Regions from separate parts of the Mus musculus genome. Here all the other regions are linked to region 2. Evidence: chromatin contacts called from public HiChIP or PLAC-seq data. All regions are on one chromosome and are shown on one strand. Each heading gives the region's core, a stretch centred on a gene start, on an enhancer-like site or on the middle of the called end of the contact. The rest is flanking DNA. Distances are from core to core; before and after follow the strand shown. Region 1 holds the start of Adarb1 (adenosine deaminase, RNA-specific, B1). Region 2 overlaps Gm3137 (predicted gene, 3137). Region 3 has its middle 9.1 kb from the start of Gm51774. Region 4 has its middle 8.0 kb from the start of Col6a1.

Region 1 (4,850 bases), core at 920-3,419, 400 kb before region 2:
TATGTCTAAAATGGCTTGAGTCAGGGCTGACCACCAGGCAAGCACTTCCAGCACCTGTGTATGAGCTCATTGTGGTTTTTGTGGGCTTAGCCTTTGTAAGCTGGCCCTGAGAAATGTCCAGCTCACAGCTTTTTAGCTTTCAAGCCTGAGCTGTTGCCCTGGTCGATCAGTCTTTAGGTGTGTGTTCAATAAACCAACCTGACTGAATCGGTGTTCATGTGGTTTGTGTGGCGACTCCTGAACTACTGATATATATATATATATATCCCAATTCACATTTGTATGTGTTATGATTCCTAAGACTCCGCCATCAAGTCTTTCTGGTCACCAGTGATGGACCAGATTTCAGGTGGATCAACATCTTTCCTATAGATGGAATGATCTGTCCAGTTTCACAGCTATGTGTCATAGTGGGTTTGCAAAGTTCAAGTCCAACATACCTGCTCCTTACATTGAACTGCCTCCCAGTTATGCTATTTTCTGGCATCCTGACCTGTTCTACTTCCAGACTATGAAGATGAAGATATCTTTCTAGCCAATTAACCCATCCATGCATATGACACCACCAGACAGATACCTGGAGGCTGTCAAAATGTCATTTTCTAGCTTCTGTTTATGTGCTCTGTTATCTTCACTTCAAGCTAGTTTTTTTGGCAGTGTACACAGCAGAGAAAGAAGGTCATTCCACTTAATCCTGGTTGAGACCGCAGAGTTCTGTTTTTGCTGTAACAATCCACAATGAACCAAAGATCTATCAAAGCGACCATCTCAGATGAGCATACTTCCTTTGTCCAGATCTCTGTCTCTCATATGTACTTGTGTCAGATCAGCATCTTCAATTCAGTCAATGAGTCACAGGAACACAGGTGATGTGCACAGGGGATGAAAAGGCTGGAACTTGCTCTCTTGTGGCCAAACCACAGCCATTATGAGAAGCAACGAGAGCTAGCTTACTAACAGTAGGTAACACATGACATAAGGGAGTGAGGTCATCTATGAAGCAGAGATGAACCAAACCAGCTGAACACTGCATAAAAGCTGCTATTCATCAGACTTACAAACCATGACTTTAAGTTACTAAGTTCTGGGGTAGTGTGATACCTAGAAACAGACACATTTGTCCTTGTGCACATACTTGTATGTGAAGCTTGACATCCTGGTAGGTGTTCCAAGAGTGATGATCTCTACTTACTTGCCAACAAGTGCACCCGTAGGCACTGCCTGGTGCCCACCTTTTAGGCAGGCTGAAGAATTCATTGAGTGGCTAGCTGGTCCAAAGGACATGTTTTTGTGATGGAAGCAGATGTGGACCGGCTACAACACTACTCCTGTGGTCAGTTCATGCTTCCGATTCTGGACCTCTCCAGGCCCCGTTCTGGGCATAGCACCCCAGGTTAAGACAATCTGGCGAGGAACCACACAAGTTGTTGACCACATCTTGGATGCTCGACACAGTACTTTACCTACCTGCACTTGTCTTTTACTAGACCTTTTTCTTTTTAAACAAACGTGGAAACAGACAATGCAAGCACAAGACACATCTGGTATGCCTAAGAGGTGGCAGAGCCTGAACTTGACCCTGGGGTCTAGGTTAAAAACCGGCCATCATTTCTAGTGACCACCAGTAGACACCCTGCTTCACAAAATCATGTCCCTGCTCCTCTCCCTACTTATTTTCAAGGTCTACGGAGGTGGGTGTCAGTGGCCAGGGCCAGCTCTCAAAACTGGACGAAGGCCCAGGGACGATTCTTGCGGGATGCCAGGGTACCACGTACGGGGTGTAGTAGGTCTTCAAGCGGCGGTCACAGTCGCACTTCAGTGGCTTCGCTCTGATTTTCCCTGCCCCATTCCCAGATCCCACAGGATCTCTAGGATCCTTGGTCCCACCTGTCCCCTTAGGTCCCATCCGAGGCTCCTGCCCGCGAGTTCGAGAACCCCGCCCCCGTCGATCTTCTCGGTGCGTGTCGGAGGCTCCCTTCCGCTTCGAGTCTCCCTAGCGACGCACGACCTGTTTTGGTTCTAACCGCTAACCCTCGCAGTTCCCGCCGCCGCGAGCGAGTCCGGACGTCGGCTCCGGGCAGGAGGCGCGCACGTCAGCGTGGAGCGCTGGCTCCACCCCTGCAAGCGAGCACGCGCGCGCGGCTGCGGCGGCTGGGGCGGGGCGAGCCGAGGGGGCGGAGCCGCCGGCGCCGAGGCTAGAGGCAGAGGCTGAGGCAGCGGCTGAGGCTGAGGTGGCTGAGGCTGAGGCGGCGGCGAGGGGCTCCTAGCTGGGGCCGCGGGGCTAGCCGAGGCCGCCGCAGCGCCCAGAGCCAGACGCCGGCAGCCCGCGGGCGCAGCGTGAGCGGAGGTAAGGCGGCGGGGACGCGGGCGGCCGCGTTTATGTAAGCGCGGGGCAGGTGGCTGAGGCCGCGCAGCGCCGGCGGCCGCGGACCTGACCACCGACCCCAGACCCTATGGTGCGGGGCCCGGGCCCGCGGCGAGCTGCGGGGTCCCTGGCGCATCCCGGGCGGCGCGCGGAGGGCGGGCCGCGGTCCTCTTGGATGCGCTGCGCTGCAGGAGGAGGCTGCGCCCAGGACGGCTCGTCCGCTCCTGGAGGCGCCGCGTCCGCGTGGGATGCGCTGCGCCGCGGCGAGCCGACCGTGCGCCTCTCGGACAGGAGGTTGTGCCCGCGGAGAGGACCCTGTACTCCAGGGAGGGGACCTGTGCCCATCAGAGAGGAGACTGCGCCCGGGGAGGGGAATGGTGTACCGGGCGGAGGGGACCTGTGCTCCGGGGAGGGGACCCTGTACCCCGGGAAGGGACCTTTACCCAGCACAGGGGACACTGCACACCGGGAGGGGGACCTTGTGCCCTGCAGAAGGAAAGCTGCGTCCGGGGATGGGGACCCTGTATCCTAGAGAGGGGACCTGTGCCCTGCAAAAGGAAAGCTGCGCCCTGAGAAGAGACACCCTGTGTCACTCTGAATCTGTGTCCGGGGATGGGGACCCTGTGCCCTGCAGAAGGGACCATGTGCTTGGTAGAGGAAAGGTTGAGCTCTGTATTCTGCAGAAGGGACCAGTGCCTAGCAGAAGGGAGGCTAAGCTCAGGCTGGGGGGTGGGAACCCTGTGCTCTGAGGAGAGGAAGCTGCACCAGGGGATGGGGACTTTGTGCCCTGCAGAAGGGACCATGTGCTCCGCAGAGGCGAGACGGCGCCCAGAGGAAGGGCACAGGGAGGGAACCCTGTGCCCTGCAGAGTATACTCTGAACTCCGAGGAGGGAGACCCTAACCCTATATCCCACAGAGGGAAAGCTACGCCCAGTGAGAGCATCTTGTGTCCTGCAAAGGAGACACTGCGCTCCCACGGGGTGGACACCGTAACCTAGGTGAGGCAGGCTGCTTTTTTGGTGGTCCATGCCCCTTCCGAGGGCTCAGAGCCCACATGGGCGCCGAGCGCCTGGGAGACGAAGTTCCGAGTACCCAGCGCGAGTACCCAGCGCGTCTGCTGTTTGTGGGAGCCATCTGGGACATTAGGGGTTGGAGGTGAATTTTGACGCGCACACATAGGCAAGAGGAAAATCACTGTGTGGTGTCTGTGTGCAAGGGAAATGTCAGATGGGGCTGTGGACGCTAGACTAGTGGCGCCGGAGTCGCCTTTGGAGGACCAGAAAAGTGTTCCGTTCGGGATTTATGAGGGGGATATCCGCACTGGAGTGTCTGGTTGGAGGTCAGTGTTTTCACCTAGCAGGTTTGGGTTACTTCTGATGAGGGCATCCTTTTTTTTTTTCTTTTTTTGAAAATCATTTATTGTATTCCATTCTGGAAGTATAACGAAAAGAAGCCCGATAGCAAACTTGGTCTTTTTACTGGTAGGTGCGGTAATTAAGATGATCAAACATTAGTTTTTACTGAGAATAGGAATAATGTATTAACCCTCTTTGTTCCTTTGAAAGGAAGCTGCATTTTTCCAAACCTGTTTTTGTCTCAAGACAAAACTGTTTGTAAAAGCCAGCTGTTTTTGTTTTTTGTTTTTTCTTTCTCCGGGGATGGATGAAACTTCTTTACCCTTCTTCCTTGAGACAGTTCCCTGGAGGGAAAGAGAGAAAAAAAAGGAGGCAGAAGGTAGGTTGGGACAGCTCCTTTTGGAATGAGAGAATTAATGGTCCCTTGGTACAGGATCCTCCAAGGGGCAGATTCACAGCATGGGCCTCCACAACAGGAGCTTGATAAATAGTGGATGAGACACACTGGGCTGGGTGCTGTGATCCCACAGTGGTGGGGAGGTGGAGTCCACAGGCTTTGAAAGGAATGTGTTCTCCATGCCTGTTAGATGTCAAGGGGTTTCAGAAACTGGGCACACTCAGCTACTTCCACGTCAGCTGTGACGCTCCAGTTGGAAGGAGCAAAGGAGACCTTTCTGCAAGGACATTGTTGAAGAGAGAAACTGATGACGCGTATCTTCCATGATGTGTCCATTCAGTCATTGCTGGTAGGCCCAGACAGGAAGATTAGCTACCAAGAAATAACATCATCCTGAAAGCACATCTTGGCTCATAGGCAAATTCACTTCTTTGTAAGTTTATGTGCCGTAAAGCATTTAAACTGCTTTAGAATTTTTTGGAATAAAAAAAATCCTTTAAACCCATCTTGTCCAGTGAGTGAACAGTCTCTAACTGGTCACGTGCTAGACCTCCCCTCTGGAGCTACAGCGCTGACCTCCACAGCACAGTACAAGAACCTACTGACAGTTTGCCTTCTTAATCACTTTAAGAGTTAGCGTTTAAAGATAAAATTGTATTTACCAAAGTGGAAAAATTTTGCTTGTAGGTTTAAAAAACGTAAGTGTGTACATAATACATCCAGGAAGACAAG
Region 2 (5,251 bases), core at 751-3,250:
TAGTCACCTCCAGTTGCTGAGTGCTTCTGATTTTTCCCCAGGGGAGAAGGAAGTACTTGCTTCCATTGTCACAGTGTTGGGGACTCCTGAGATCCCTGGGGAGTTGAAAGGATCTCCAGAAGAGATGGGTAGGAAAGCCCACTAGGACTCATTCAGCAAAGGCTACCAGGTGGAGGAGCCATGCTCTGGTGAGTGTCATACTGGGGTGGGGATGGGGCGCACTGGACTTGAGGTGAGGGTGGAGGCCGGTTTCTTAGCCTGGATGTCTGCAGGGCTGCAGATCGTGGTACCCCCAGAGTGAAGCAGAGCATTGCTGGACGAGAGAGGGAACTAATGGAACAGCACGTGTAAATGCAACAGCTGGCAGAGGCCCAGAACACACACGTAGAAAGGCAAAGGTTAAAGTACTGAGAGATGAAACATAGAAACAGATCAGGTATGAGGAAGCTGCTGAAATAAACAGAGGATACGTGCAGGCCTCGGAAGCGCCCTCTGCAGTCAATATTCATATCCCAAGGATGGGTAGAGACAGCCCACAAGGCTGCTGCAGAAGGAGGTGAGCAGACTTCCAATTGGTCAGAGTAAAGAACGACCCTCCAGTGCACCTCTAGAAGTAGGTGAATAGTAGGAGTAGGCGACTAGCAATGGGAGTGTGCTGTGTGTGTGTGTTCGTGTGTCCTCAGGTCAGTGAATAATAAGAGGGGACACAGAAACACATATGCATGCACACACATACACACACATGTGTGTGCACACAGACACACACATGCATGTGCACACAGATACACACACATGTACACACATGTACACACACATGCACATATGTATGCACACACACATACATGCACTCATACATGCATGTGCACACACACACACACACACACACATACACTGGAAACAAGGGTAGCTTCCAGAGTTTAAAAGATATGTTGTTTGGACGTGATCTTATTATATAGCCCAGGCTGGCCATGAACTCATGATCATCTTCCTGCCTCCCCCTTCTAAGTGCCAGAATTATAGGTGTGAGTCATCATGGTTAGATTTTTTTCCAGGTCAATTCTAAGGTCTTTGTTCTATTAAATGCATAGTTTGTTTGCATAACTCAAAAGAAGTCTTCTCCTGCTCATACACTGTACCTAGTCTGGAGCCACTTTCCCATCTGTAGCTCCCATTCAAAGGAGCACGAGGTCTGTGTGGAGGGAGGGGTTCCCAGGCAGAGCTTCTAGGCAGAGCCCCCAGCTAGAGGAGCCCAAGTAGAGGCTACCAGGCACAGTCTGGCCAGTAAATATTCTCCTCCTCCTCACACATCATGGTCAGCCAGCCAGCCAGCATTGCCGTGCATTTCTGCTTAACAATGTCTTAGAGATTGTTTTACACGCTAGCACACAAAGCACTTTCATGCCCTTGTTTAGCAGCAGTGAGGAACGAGTCACCTGAATATTCATGGTTTTACTCACACACCAGGATATTTATAAGGTAAATCGCTAGACGCAGAGTTCACTGCCACCACGGCCCAGGGTGAGGCAGAAATACAGTTAACCCCATTATTCGACAGCTCCTGCTTTCCAGCCTTGGGGGAGGCACCCAGCCAGCGGTCCACAGCCAGAGCTCACCAATACGGGAATGAGCAAGGTGCTAGAATAACAAAAACAAGGGAGGAGTCAAGGATTCAGGCTTGCTCAGATGTAAATGGGGCCACAAAGGCATTGGGTCAACTGCTCTGAGGCCCAGCTTCTCAGACTGCCGAGTGACCACAGCCCTGCTATATGGTGGCTGCATGGACAGAGATCCCTGCTCTTTTTCCCATTCTGAGAGCTCCTCTGCTCTGGGATGTCTCTGATTCTCAGCCACCCTTGGAATCAAGAGAAGGAAGAAGACAAGACAGGAAATGGTTGAACGCCAATCCCCTCCCAACCTCGCTCTTGCCGTGCTTGCCCCTTGGCGGCCATGATAGAAGAGGACACTCTCTAGTCTTGTGCAATGATGTAAGCTCAAGACCTGAATGACTCACAGCTATGGGCGAATGGCCTCTGACAGCTAAGACTAAAATAACGAGGAGCAGATCATGTCCTTAGCCCTTTTACAGTGGCATTATGCATGAAGAAACGAGACTCAAGTTACAGCAGGCCTGTGGGGCTGTTCTTGTGTGTGAAAATGACATCACAGTACCCTTTCTCAGGCTTGCATCTTCAGAAGGACTGGGTCACAACATCAGAGCTGAGGCCTGGCAGCGGAAGATGTACCCTCAAACACAGATCCTGAATCCAGCAAGACTTCCTCAGTTCTACGAGGAATGTTTCAGGACATAAAGCAAGCCTGTACCTAGACCACACATAACACTCACTACACAGATCATACATGCCTCCAAGGGAAATCCTCCAAACCCCTAGGGGCTGACCTTTGGGAGGGTTTTAGAAGATTCTCTATCCCAGCTGAAGATTAGCTATGGAACCTGAACCCAAATTCAGCCAACCTCAAATAACTGAAGTCTGGTGGGGCCCTTGGAACCGTGATGCTGGGGACCTGGATATCAGGGATGTGGGATTGGCCTTTCTGGTAGAGGTAGCAGGAAATAGAAATAGACCAGAACAAACCAGGACAGGAAGGTCTGAGCTCTCTGAGGGACTGGTATCCTATAGCTGGGGACATAGACCGGGAAGCCTGAGAGGTAAAGATGGCTGAGGTCATAGGTTAGATGTCAGAGTTAAAAACAGACCCACCAAGCTCTGAACACTGCTCCACACCCTAGAATCTAGGTGGATGTGTTCGAGAGAAGACCCAAGGCCAAAGAAACCACAGAGAGGAAGAGAGGACTGAAATGCAAACTTAAAGGTTCTTTGGAAAGCCGGTTGGATTTTTGCTGGGGCGAACACATGAAGGAACATTTCATTAAAGTGGACACAGGTGTGAAAGGCTCAGGCAGACTCGTGAAGGAACGTTTCACCGAAGCAGACACAGGAAGGAGGGTGTTCTGCTAAAGCAAACACGTGAAAGGACATGATGATGAAGGATTCTTTGCTAAGGACACGCATGTATTGGTCTACTTTACACTGCATAGTTGAGCTGCATTTGTCAGGACTCCCTAGAAAGAAACACATCAAAAACTTCTGGGAATGTGCTGCAGTTTCTTGCTGCTTCCAAGGACTCGGGCTGATTGGATGCAAGTGCTAAGACAAGAGCTGTGCTGAGGTAAGGCCCGTGGAGGACAGGTGATGTTTGGAGGGTACAAATAGGTCTCCCCAGAGTGACACAGACAGAGCTTGGCTTGCTGGAACAGCTAGCTGTGCAATGCTTGTGAGTATCTCATCGCTGATCTTCGCTTCCCTGAGAAAGACACAGCCTAGAACTTCTGGTGTTCCCATTGGTCTTTCCAGCTGACTCAAGCTGAGGCTGAGGCCTGGCTGTCTCTGCTAGGTTGTGTCACCGCTGTTGCTATCCGGACTCTCCCGAACTGGACTGCGGGTGTATCTGTGAGGTGTTTGCAAGTGGAATGAGCTGCCGCTGCTGACCTTTGAACTGAACTGCCGATTTCCAGGCAACACAGAGAGGAGTTGCTCCAAAGAACCTTCCTAAACAGGGCCACTTCCTCCCCTCCCCTATATCCTTCCTTTCTCACTACCTCTGGTGGGTGGTGGGTTACAAGGAAGGTTTAAAGCATTTAAAAACCATCATAAAAAATAGGATTTGAAAAAATTAAAGTTATAGAGGGCAGTCATCCAAGCCCCGATAAAGTCATTTACAGAGCTGAGTACTCACTGGGGTTTCCCAGTTAGGACAAAAACTTGCTCTTGGCTCAATGTTGCTATGACCTTGAAAAAAAATCCTTGCATGGATCCATGAGGTCCTGGCCCCCTTGTCAGCATCAGTCAGCATCCCCAGAAAGGAGGAACCCAGGGCAGAACAGCTGTCTCATCTCCTTTGCCTGTGTTTCCCTTTCACAATGTGCTGAGATGGGAGGGGCGGGGGGTCAACCTCGAAGGGATATCTAACTTGGGCAGGGTCAGGAGAAGAAGGGTCCTGGGTTCTTGATGGTAAAGTCATCCCCCAGGGGTGTGTCCAGCAATTCCCACAATGAAGTACAAAGTTTGAACAACTGGGTAAGCAGCTGGTGGCGTCTCACAGGGGTCCTGAAAGACCACATGGGCAAAAAGAAGCCAGAGGGTCCCTGCAGTCCTTTCTGCAGGTTGAAGCTGGGGACATTAGAATGGAATCGTGCTTCATTAATACGCTCCATGATCGTGCTGAAGTATTTACATGTGCATGTATGTACACACAGACACATTTGTGTATTCGTCCCTTTAGTCCACCGAGGGGTTCAAGAGCATTAGTGTTACCTCACTCATCACCCTGAGTGAGGTAACACATTCACAAAGGAACTCACACAATATGTACTCACTGATAAGTGGATATTAGCCCCAAACCTAGGATACCCAAGATATAAGATACAATTTGCTAAACACATGAAACTCAAGAAGAATGAAGACTGAAGTGTGGACACTATGCCCCTCCTTAGAATTGGGAACAAAACACCCATGGAAGGAGTTACAGAGACAAAGTTTGGAGCTGAGATGAAAGGATGGACCATGTAGAGACTGCCATATCCAGGGATCCACCCCATAATCAGCATCCAAACGCTGACACCATTGCATACACTAGCAAGATTTTATTGAAAGGACCCAGATGTAGCTGTCTCTTGTGAGACTATGCCGGGGCCTAGCAAACACAGAAGTGGATGCTCACAGTCAGCTAATGGATGGATCACAGAGCTCCCAATGGAGGAGCTAGAGAAAATAGCCAAGGAGCTAAAGGGATCTGCAACCCTATAGGTGGAACAACATTATGAACTAACCAGTACCCCGAAGCTCTTGACTCTAGCTGCATATGTATCAAAAGATGGCCTAGTCAGCCATCACTGGAAAGAGAGGCCCATTGGACACGCAAACTTTATATGCCCCAGTACAGGGGAATGCCAGGGCCAAAAAGGGGGAGTGGGTAGGTAGGGGAGTGGGGGTGGGTGGGTATGGGGGACTTTTGGTATAGCATTGGAAATGTAAATGAGCTAAATACCTAATAAAAAATGGAATAAAAAAGAGCATTAGTGTAGTGAGCTATTCAGAGCTTAGATGTAGTTAATCTTTTTTTTTTTTTTATTAAATTTAAGACAGAGTCTCTTGTAGCCCATACTGTCAATAAAATCCCTATGCATACAGAGATGGCCTTGAATTTTTACATGGGTTCCATAGTCTGGCAA
Region 3 (4,576 bases), core at 747-3,246, 380 kb after region 2:
CAAAAAGAGCCAGCTCCGCCCTGCCTGCTCCCACAGCACATCCTGTTCCCTCCTTAAGGACTTCTAAGAAGGGGCTAGCTTCCTGTGAGCCCCCAGCTCTGCCTGGCTGACATGTGTTGGCCGCACAGCTGATTTCATCTGGCTGGTGTGTTCTAGAAAGTCATTTCCCACACACATCCAGTCCAATTCTGGGATGGCTTGTCCAAGTCAAGAGCATCTGGACACACTTAAACACACACATGTGTGTGTTTATGTGTGTGTTTGTGTGTGTGTGTGTGTGTGTGTGTGTGTGTAAATGAACATATACATGGATATGCATATGTGCACATGATTGAATATACATACATGCAAGCCTATATGTACACATATTCACACATGTGTTAGAAAGAGGTTATGTGTGTAGAGTGTGTATATGTGCACTATATACACATATGCATGGAAATTTACATGTTTGTCATATGCAATATATGTATGTGTGTGTGCATGTACATGCCCACACAGGCATAACTCTGCATCTGTATGCAACACATATACATTGAAGTAAATGTTTGTGCCAATGTGTGTTTATACATACATATGCAGAGGTGCATATGCATGCACACATACACATTCCCACACCCCAAACACATTTATACATGCATAATCACACACACAGGATGGCTGTTCTGGGCATAGAATCTCAAAATCCTACACATGCCCATTCAAGAACTCCAGGAGGTCTTCTACATCTACAGCAGTGATGTTCTACATCACTTGAATTGCAAAGCATCCACCCTGCCCCCATTTGGAGAAAGACATCCCCAGTGAGGATGTCTTTAGCCAAGGATTAATGCTGTCAATCAATCCTGGTGTAGCTAAAGGCATCAGCCCTTTCGGTTGGGGGTTTCTGCTGTTTCAACCCTGGGAGGGTACCGTCCACACTGGACCCTGCAGAATACCTAGGGAGGGTCCTCTCTGATTTCCTTCTGTGGCTGACCCCTGCTGCTTACTGGGATGTATGTGGGAACCACCAAGGTTGATCTGTGCTTCCAGTTTACCCAGCAGCATCCTGTCCCTATCCCTTCTGCTCCCTGGAGCAGACATTGTCCTGCCTACATGACTTCCAGCTTCCTAGCTCAGAGTCCCAGGGCTTCTCATCTGAACTGAGAAGCCCAAGCAGTGGGATGGGGGAGAGTTGGCCTGCAAGTGGGCAAAGTCCTGGGGCACATGCAGCCAGATCTTAAAATAGTAACTGGCCTGCAGAGTGATGGCAATAAGGTGGCCTTAGAAGGAAAGGTAGCTGTAGAACCCAGGGAGGGATAGAGGGGGCTGGTGGGGCCCTTGGAGTGATGAGCACTCTACCTGCATAACACACGGCCACAGAGAGCCGCTTCGGCCACTTCTGCTTCTCTGCTACAGTCCCCCTGGCCAAGGGTCCTGGGCTGAGTTCACTAGGAGCTGTTCATGGTCTGAGAGGCTTCTCAAGATTACTTGCAGCTGTGGGGCTGTCTTCTGGATAGCTGTGAGCTAAGGCCCCAGTCAGCTCTGTCCCACATGGCCCTGGTATCCTCTCAGCAACCCAAGCCCCAGCCCCTCACATCAGGTCCTCCAGGTGTTTCAGACGTCTCCACCAGAGATGCTGTGGAGTTCTTGCGATCATGACAAAAACTCCCTTTCACAAGACAAGCTACTTGGCAACCTTAGTCCCATGCAGCAAGATGTGGGGGCAAGGGGGAATTGGTCGATGCACACTACAAAGGTTAAGCAGACTTCCCTTGCTACAGGAGGGAATTGAATGCTAGCCGGGAGGAAACCACGAGGCAGTGTGAGTCCACAGAAACCAGAGAACCTCCAGGCTGCTTGGGGAAGGATAATAATCCCCAACAGCCGGTAGGGCTGGACACTCTAGATGCCTGTGAAGTTTCTTTGTCTCCCCTGTGATTCAAACCCTGCTCCCTCTGAGCTCAGACACAGAAGCCCGCTGTGGAGAAAACCTGTGTTTAACTGTTACTACGGTTACTCACTAGAAGCACAAGGTCTTTCCTGAAATGTGTATGTGTGACTCATGTACCTGGACTGGCCACCTCTGGAACATTCTGTCTGAGTAATGAAACTCTGCCACTTACGGGATCTCAAGGGCCAGCTGGATTGCTAGCTGCCCACAGTAGGGTAAGGGGGCTGGATCAAAAATTCCTCCAGCCTTGCAAAACCAATAACCATGCCAAGGAATGCAGGATAGACGCTGAGTCAAAGAAAAGTCCTTTCACATTAGGGGTCTCTGCTAAGGGGGATCTTGGGACTGACAGGCACCCCATCTCTGTTGTCCAGGCTCCTGACATTCCTCACTCGAAACCTCATGTTGAGGTGAGGCCCCAAAACAGGACATTTTGTAAAGATCTCAATGTAAACACACACACACACACACACACACACACACGAGTTAAAAGAACATACACCTCAACCTCAAGGGCTGATGGTTTTAGCTAGACCAGCATTGTCAGGACTGTAATCCTGCAGCTCTAGATATCACCAATGTCATCAGACATAGACAGGCATCACACACAAGTCAGAGAGAATCGCTGATAGCCATGAATAGCTGCACCCCGTGTCCAAACTCACACAACACGTAAGTCCATCTCACAAGCAGGAGAGTACTGGTACACATTGGGAGCATGTGACTTGCCCCAGGTAGAATAGCTAATAAATTGGGGGGGGGCTCTGTCTGTCATTTCCCTGTGATGCAACAGTGGGGTGATCAGAGGACATATTCACTGAGCAGATTCTGAGGGCCTCTGCAAAGAAACAGCAAACCCTATCTACTATGCAGGTGCTAAGGCTCCCTTTCAAGGAAAAGCTCTTTCTAGTCATGATCGTTGACCCTGAGAGGCTGAAAGTCCAGCAAAGGTCAATGCCAAGGCACAGGAAATGTATGTAACTAGAGACCAGACAGGAACAGAAACCAACAGCCACCATTTGATGCCTGCACCATATCCTGATCCATACCTGGCTGCACTGAGGATGGGAAGTGGTCATTTGGTTCGCTTTTTTCTTGATGCTGTCTACTGAGGGCCTGCGTTCATGGTAAAGAGCATCTGCACTGTTGTAGTTGAGTATCTCCAGCTATAGCAGTGCCCAGGAGGCTAACATCAGCCCTCAGAGTCCCTGACCTCACAGAGAATCCAAGAGGGCCTGTGGCAGTTCAATCACTCCAGAAAACCCAAACCCTGTGAGTGCCTGAACCCTGGAGCCAGACTCCTTTGAAGTCATTTCCAGCTCTCCAATCCCTTGGTTTCCTGTCCTCAGCACCACGCACCCTCTAAGTGCAGGTCCAGAGGCACTCCAATACCACTCGTTTGTTCTGGGTCTCGAGGCGGGTAGACCTCAGACAAGCTGGTTCTGTTTAGGGCTTCAATTTTGTCAGACGGTTTAACATTTTTCTTCCTGCCAAGAAGCTGCTCCTCAAAGGGAAATAGCCCTTCTCTGTGGTTGATATTGCTAAGCATCTTCCAGAATCTCAGCCCACGGAGAGTACAGGCTGGAAGGCAGCGTGGGAGCAAGTCAAGGATGCTGTGCAGCTATCAGGGGACCTAGACTCCAGAGAACCTAAAAGGAAATTCGATCCTACAATGTCCTTCCTGCTTTTTCTGATTTCAGTACCACAGAGTCGAGAGAGAGATAGGCCAGTCGCAAAGTCCGAAGCCTCATGGGAAGACCCAGCAGCACCCTTCCACTTCAAGGGGGAGGTTCTAGGGCCCCTTGTGGGCCGTCCTCCTAATTTCCCAAGAGCATCCATTTACATGCCTTGTCTGCATGAGCCCCACGCTTTCTCGCTATGGCCTGGCTTTAGGCAGTCATGGGATTTAAGCATGCTTCTTGGGTTCGGCTTTGTGTGGTTTGCACACTATCGGGCCAGTGGTATGATGCTGGGGAAACCCGCTTATGGGTTCCAACATCACCTTATCTTTGAAGCAGGGTCCCTCACTCAACCTAAAGCCAACTTATTTGGCAAGCCTAGCTGGCCAGAGAGCTCCAAGGTGTAAGGTGTGCCATACCACAGCTTTTCACGTGGGTGGCAGGGTTCTGAACTCAAATCATCATGCTTGCGTGGCAACCATTTTACATAGTGAACTATCTTCCTAGTCCCAGAACCTAGCTTGCTTGCTTGCTTTCTTCCTTCCTTCCTTCCTTCCTTTTTTTGTTTTGTTTTTTTTTTGTTTGTTTTTGTTTTTTTGAGAAAGGGTCTCTCTGTATAGCCCTGGCTGTCCTGGAACTCACTCTGTAGACCAGGCTGGCCTTGAACTCAGAAATCTGCCTGCCTCTGCCTTCCAAGTGCTGGAATTAAAGGCGTGCGCCACCACTGCCCTGCTAGAACATAGCTTTCTTAAGCCATGATAACCAGTGAGTGAATTAGCAAGCCACAGAATAAATACACACACACACACACACACACACAGACACGCACATACACACACACACATACACACACACACACACACATATTACACACATACACACACAGAAACACACATAGAAACACAGAGACACACATATCTACACACACATACACATACATACACACACATGCACACACACATAC
Region 4 (4,713 bases), core at 1,999-4,498, 280 kb after region 2:
ACACACACACACACACACACACACACACACACACACAAATGGTAACAGCAGTGGCGAGTGTCGAGGGTTGCCATGACGTCAGGCGTCCTGACTCCGGTGATCTTTGGCTGTCTAATTGGGGAGAATGGCAGTCGGGATCCAGGCCCTATTAACCTTCATCCTCCAGGAACCAGCGTACAACCAGAAGCCAAGCGTTGCCAAGCCTGCTTTGAGTGCTGAGTCTCCCATCCCAACTGCTGCTCAGGAAATCCTCAAAGAACTCATAGCCACTGCTGCCCAGGGCCTGACCTGCCTACGTTTCCACCTGCTGACCTCTACTCTCTGGAATCTCAGAACCAGGTGGGCAGACAAGGGGCAAGGACAGGTCCTAACCTGTGTCCCTGAAGCATTGATCACCTTATTGAGGCACTAGACATTTGCCTTCAAGGAGGAAGATTGAAGGAGTTGCCCTCACCTTTTGGGGGACCCTCTAAGAAGTATTGGACACCTTTCACTGACTTGGCCCCTGGAACTGAACGTGGGAGTATGCTTAGTGGTAGTTTATGTCATGTGGGGTCTCTGATAGGAACAAGTTGCTCATTGGAACTGACCCTAACCTAATCTCAACCCTAACCCAGATCCTTCCCCTTGGTTGTGACTCTAATTCTGAGGCTAGGAGTTACCATGGGGAGTCCTACTGATGTCTAGATATACATGAAGATCCTAGAAAACACTCTTACGGCACAGGGTTATGGTGCCAGGCTCTGGGATACCTAGGCCTAAGATATCCTAGGGTTAGCCTTCCCCTCTTTACAGAGAGCTCTGGCTTCAGGAAGGTTAGAAACTTCTGAAACAGGCAAGCAGAGGTGGGAAGCAGCTGGGCTAGTCACAGAGTTGAGGCTGCTCACTTGTTCTGTATCTGGGACTGGGCCTACCAAGTGACAGGGGCCAGCCTCTGGTAGGATAGTTTCCTGTACCTTTGTTGAGACAGGGCACACTGTGCCTCAGGAAGGCTGAAAATGGAATCTCCCCAGAGGCTTCATTGACTTCAATGCTTCCTAGACTCAATCTATTCAAGCAAGCCTGAGGTAGGCAATGATGACTACCATTCCACAGCCGCTCTGTCTCTGTCTGTGAACATCCAGCAAAGTGCCCAGATGGACAGCAGAGGGCGCTCAAGCCCAGCATATTGGCCCCTGAGAGCCTCTCTGGGCCTTAATCACTAACCACCAGAACGTGAGATTTCCGGTGTGTGCTGGGGAAGAAACTGGCATAAATAACCCAGGGCACATGTGTACCCCAAGTCCTAGTGCTGATTTGGGGGAGTTTTGCCAACAAGGGAAGAAGATATCTGAGTCAGTCACCTGAAGCCCAGGGATCCTAGACAGGCACTGAACAGGCTTAATTACCTCTCACTCTTGTGGGTCTTGATTTTATTGGCTTTTGACTGTCAACAATACTTTTTCTCTTTAAAGTTAACCCCTGCATGGAAGTGCTTGAATGGCCCCTCAATCTCTGGAGATCATTGAGCAAGAACGAGGCCCTTTTCCACAGAACAGCGAGAGACATCTCTTGCTCCAGAGTTTGATAGATCAGAAAAATCATGCAGGCTTGTAGCCGTTCCTAGGAACCCCAGATGTGACCCAGGGTGCACATCTGACTGCCAAGAGGCCTCCTTAGAGAAGCCGGGGCTATGGAATCAGATGCCAGATAGAAGGTCCTAGGGTACCTCCTAGAATGGTGATTCTCAACCGGTGGATCAAGATCCCTTTGGGGTGGGGTGTTCAACGACCCTTTCACAGGGGTCACATACCAGATATCCTGCATATCAGATATTTACATTACGATTCTTTTTTGTTTGTTTGTTTTTTTCAAGACAGGGTTCCTCTGTATAGCCTTGGCTGTCCTGGAACTCACTCTGTATACCAGGCTGGCCTCGAACTCAGAAATCCACCTGTCTCTGCCTCCCAAGTGCTGGGATTATAGGTGTGTGCCACCACTGCCCGGCTTCTTAACAATAGCAGTAATGAAATAATTTTATAGTCGGGGGTCAGCACGACATGGAGAGCTATATTAAATCATCACAGCATTAGGAAGGCTAAGAATCACTATTCTAGCACATCTGGACAGAGTCTACATGGGACCTGTTGATGGTGGCCTCCTGATAAGGAATTGAGACTGTCTTACTCCGACACTGCCATTAATAGCCCATCATAAACTCTCACTAACCAATACTAAGAGGGGTATCTCCTGAAGATGTGGCAACACAATGTTGGCTTGTTTCTCTGGCCTTAGGTCACAGAACTGGTAGATGACAGAGCAGGAACCAGCCCAGATCTGAATGTCCCTGGTTCTTATGTCCCCAGCCTAGAGCACAGAGGCTAGAAAAGACCCCTGACCACCTCTTGCATGCAGCCTGTCTTGCTGCCCTGGCTGATCTTGGGTCCCTCGGTCTCCTCGACATCTTCAGAGAGTACCAAGGATGAGGGGCTTCCATGGTTGGGGGATGAGGCCAGGCAGGGTGAGAGGACAAGGCTGCCAGCCAGGCCACCCTGAAGCAGCAGGCTGGAGAGTCTCCAAGCCCCAGTGTGGCTGAGAAGAGACCAAGGGTCTTAGCAACCCCTTGCATATATTGCTGTTCCGCTGTGACAATCCTTGGCTACCTGAGGTGAAGAGTGAACTGGGCCTGGAGTCCCCTGCTTGGCTCCCTGCAGAGAGCAGGGAGTGTCCTGTTCTCTCCTGCGCACAGCAGGGTGGGGTGAGGAAGTCTTCTCTGACTAGGCTTGTCTTCGCTAGAACTCAGGCGGTCAGGCTATAGCAGTTTTCCACGAAGAGTCTTGGCAGCAGCTGGGAAATATCAATCACAGTTCAGCGCGAGGCTTATACAGTGGAACCCACACTCCAAGTGCCAGGGGCTCTGCAGAGACAGGACGCATGCCTGGTGCGGCTCCCCAGCTCCCCAGCGCCACCTCTGGCTGAGAAAGGCAGCAATTTTGCATGTTGATCAGCAGTCTGATCCCCAGAATATCACTTACAGACTCTGGTTGGGGGTGGGAGGGGCAGGATCTGCTTTTGTGGCTGTTGGGGGATAAAGACAAGGAGGGCATACCCCAGACCTGGTGGTCTCCAACACGGTCCTGGGCTCGTAGTAGATCTCATTTTGAAACCCTATTAGCCCCTCAAAACGTCTGGGGTAATGCTTAGCCCAGCCCTCCACACCGCAGCTCCAGCATCTTCCCAGGGTTAGCAGGACAGGAAGTGACTCTTGTTCACAGGAATGCTTGGCTGTCATCTCCAGGCCCTTGAGGGTGGGCTTCGGGGACCCAGGTGGTGCGGCACCACTGTGGCTATCCTTTCCCGGGAAGCCCCCTCCCTTGAGTTCCGCCTAAGCCTGCAGCTGGCCTCTGGTAAGGAGCCAGGCTGCTCCTCCAGAGGCCCAAGCTCTGCTGGAGAAATACCTCTGCCAGATGTTGCTCTCTCTCTCTCTCTACAGGCAGGAGGCCAGTATGAGGTAATAGGAAAGTTTAACCCGTCCAGAACCAGAGCCCCCAGTCACTGTGTTCACAGCCAGCCATGCTAGCTGGCAATTCGATGGAGAGGGTCCCTTGAGAAAGGATAAGAGCCCAAGGACCCTTGTGTAAAGTGTTCCTGGGGCGCTGCAGCCCTCAGCAGGCTCAGTGGATAACTCTGTGCTCAGCATGGGCCTGCTATTCATGGTACTCAATCCCTGCTTTGCATGTAGCCATTTCTCAACTATCCCCAGGGTCAAGGGTACCCACTTTTCAGAGCCCTTTACCTCCCCAAGGTCAGGTTCACAGCTCCCGGAGAGAAGGGAGTCATTGTGCACTTGTGTGTGTATGGGGCGGGGGGAGCTGTTAGAAACTTAGCTGATGGAACCAAAAGGTTGCAAGGGATCTTGGGGCGGAAAAGGAGATATGACTCGTTCTGCCCACTGGCTTCTCGTCTAGAGACCACCAGCAGCAAGCACAGAATGATTATGGCACTCTCTGGTGACCTGTGCAGCTGCCCCAGCTATCTGTGCATCCCTTGGGTCCCTCTACCTCCATAGAAAGGACCAGCGTGCAGAGGCTCTATATAGATTGGGCGGTGAGGACCGGGGTTTAGGGGTGTATGTAAGAGAAGCAGATTAGAGCAGAAACCTCTGCCTACAGCTCCAAAGATGCCCGTTCTCCAAATGCTTTTGTCTGTGCTTAAGCCGTGGCTCCAGCTGGCGTAGAGTGTCCTGCTAAAGTGTCTGTCTGCTTCCTGCTTCTGCCCCTGGGGAAGCTTCTGCTTGTCCTCGGGAGTCAGGGTCACGCTCCCAGGACGAGGCTTTGGCAGTGAGACTCGAGACAAGATTTCCACGGGGATCCGTGGGGACACCCATGTGTTGCAGCCTGCGGCGTGGGTCAGCTGCTTTTCTGGGGGGAAATCGCCCCTTCCTCCGGAGAAGAGGAAAGAGTTAGAGCTATGTGAATTTTCTGGCTCCACTGCTAGCTAGGGTTCTCAGAATATCCAGCCTCAGATTTGTGGGTGTTGGGCCAACTCCAAACAGCCTTGGAGCCCCTCAGGCCAAGTTGCCAGCGTCTGTGTCATGGTGTCCTTGAGCCTCCCAGCCAAGCCTCGAAGAGCAGGGAGGCCTGGGGTTACCCACTCACTGGCTGCTTGGCTCTGCCTCGCTGGTCTCTCTGGGTATCGTGCACACAACTCATTTTTTTCAGCTTTGTAGTGTCT

What was found. HiChIP or PLAC-seq counts read pairs in DNA pulled down with a chosen protein or histone mark.
Region 1: a contact with region 2 is called in a CTCF HiChIP or PLAC-seq map of the NIH/3T3 cell line, with 5 read pairs. The contact joins the promoter of Adarb1 here to the enhancer-like site in region 2. A contact is called at or near these places in 5 of 39 promoter capture datasets (the HPC-7 cell line, HPC-7-derived erythroid cells, hematopoietic stem and progenitor cells and 2 more), 1 of 15 datasets of contacts at CTCF or cohesin (the NIH/3T3 cell line) and 1 of 484 Hi-C or Micro-C datasets (the G1E-ER4 cell line).
Region 3: a CTCF HiChIP or PLAC-seq map of the NIH/3T3 cell line shows a contact between it and region 2, with 5 read pairs. The contact joins two enhancer-like sites. A contact is called at or near these places in 4 of 39 promoter capture datasets (cranial neural crest, embryonic stem cells, hippocampal neurons and 1 more), 1 of 15 datasets of contacts at CTCF or cohesin (the NIH/3T3 cell line), 8 of 484 Hi-C or Micro-C datasets (the N1E-115 cell line, cerebral cortex, embryonic stem cells and 2 more) and 1 of 115 datasets of contacts at active chromatin or transcription factors (embryonic stem cells).
Region 4: a CTCF HiChIP or PLAC-seq map of the NIH/3T3 cell line shows a contact between it and region 2, with 13 read pairs. The contact joins two enhancer-like sites. A contact is called at or near these places in 13 of 39 promoter capture datasets (the 3T3-L1 cell line, 3T3-L1-derived adipocytes, the SN4741 cell line and 6 more), 1 of 15 datasets of contacts at CTCF or cohesin (the NIH/3T3 cell line), 10 of 484 Hi-C or Micro-C datasets (the N1E-115 cell line, cerebellum and embryonic stem cells), 2 of 115 datasets of contacts at active chromatin or transcription factors (both in embryonic stem cells) and 1 of 9 other capture datasets (embryonic stem cells).

What each region holds. Positions count from the first base shown.
Region 1 is chr10:77,415,592-77,420,441 of GRCm38.p6, reverse strand. Adarb1 (adenosine deaminase, RNA-specific, B1) reads left to right here and starts at 2,169. Exons shown (of 11, transcript NM_001024837.2): 1 at 2,169-2,347. Gm17769 (predicted gene, 17769) reads right to left here and starts at 2,066. Exons shown (of 1, transcript NR_027377.1): 1 at 1-2,066.
Region 2 is chr10:77,013,035-77,018,285 of GRCm38.p6, reverse strand. Gm3137 (predicted gene, 3137) reads left to right here. Exons shown (of 4, transcript NR_152191.1): 2 at 42-188. It overlaps Gm10787 (predicted gene 10787), which reads right to left. Exons shown (of 3, transcript NR_045882.1): 2 at 1,462-1,635. Among named protein-coding and RNA genes, the nearest start is that of Gm10787, 3.7 kb to the right of the region's middle. Within about 2 kb of position 2,000, at least 18 of the 459 cell types and tissues checked have an H3K27ac peak or open chromatin away from gene starts, as enhancers often do. A contact at or near this core is called in the NIH/3T3 cell line, where this site is marked.
Region 3 is chr10:76,631,696-76,636,271 of GRCm38.p6, reverse strand. No RefSeq gene overlaps it. Among named protein-coding and RNA genes, the nearest start is that of Gm51774, 9.1 kb to the left of the region's middle. Within about 2 kb of position 1,996, at least 64 of the 459 cell types and tissues checked have an H3K27ac peak or open chromatin away from gene starts, as enhancers often do. A contact at or near this core is called in the NIH/3T3 cell line, where this site is marked.
Region 4 is chr10:76,731,661-76,736,373 of GRCm38.p6, reverse strand. No RefSeq gene overlaps it. Among named protein-coding and RNA genes, the nearest start is that of Col6a1, 8.0 kb to the right of the region's middle. Within about 2 kb of position 3,248, at least 160 of the 459 cell types and tissues checked have an H3K27ac peak or open chromatin away from gene starts, as enhancers often do. A contact at or near this core is called in the NIH/3T3 cell line, where this site is marked.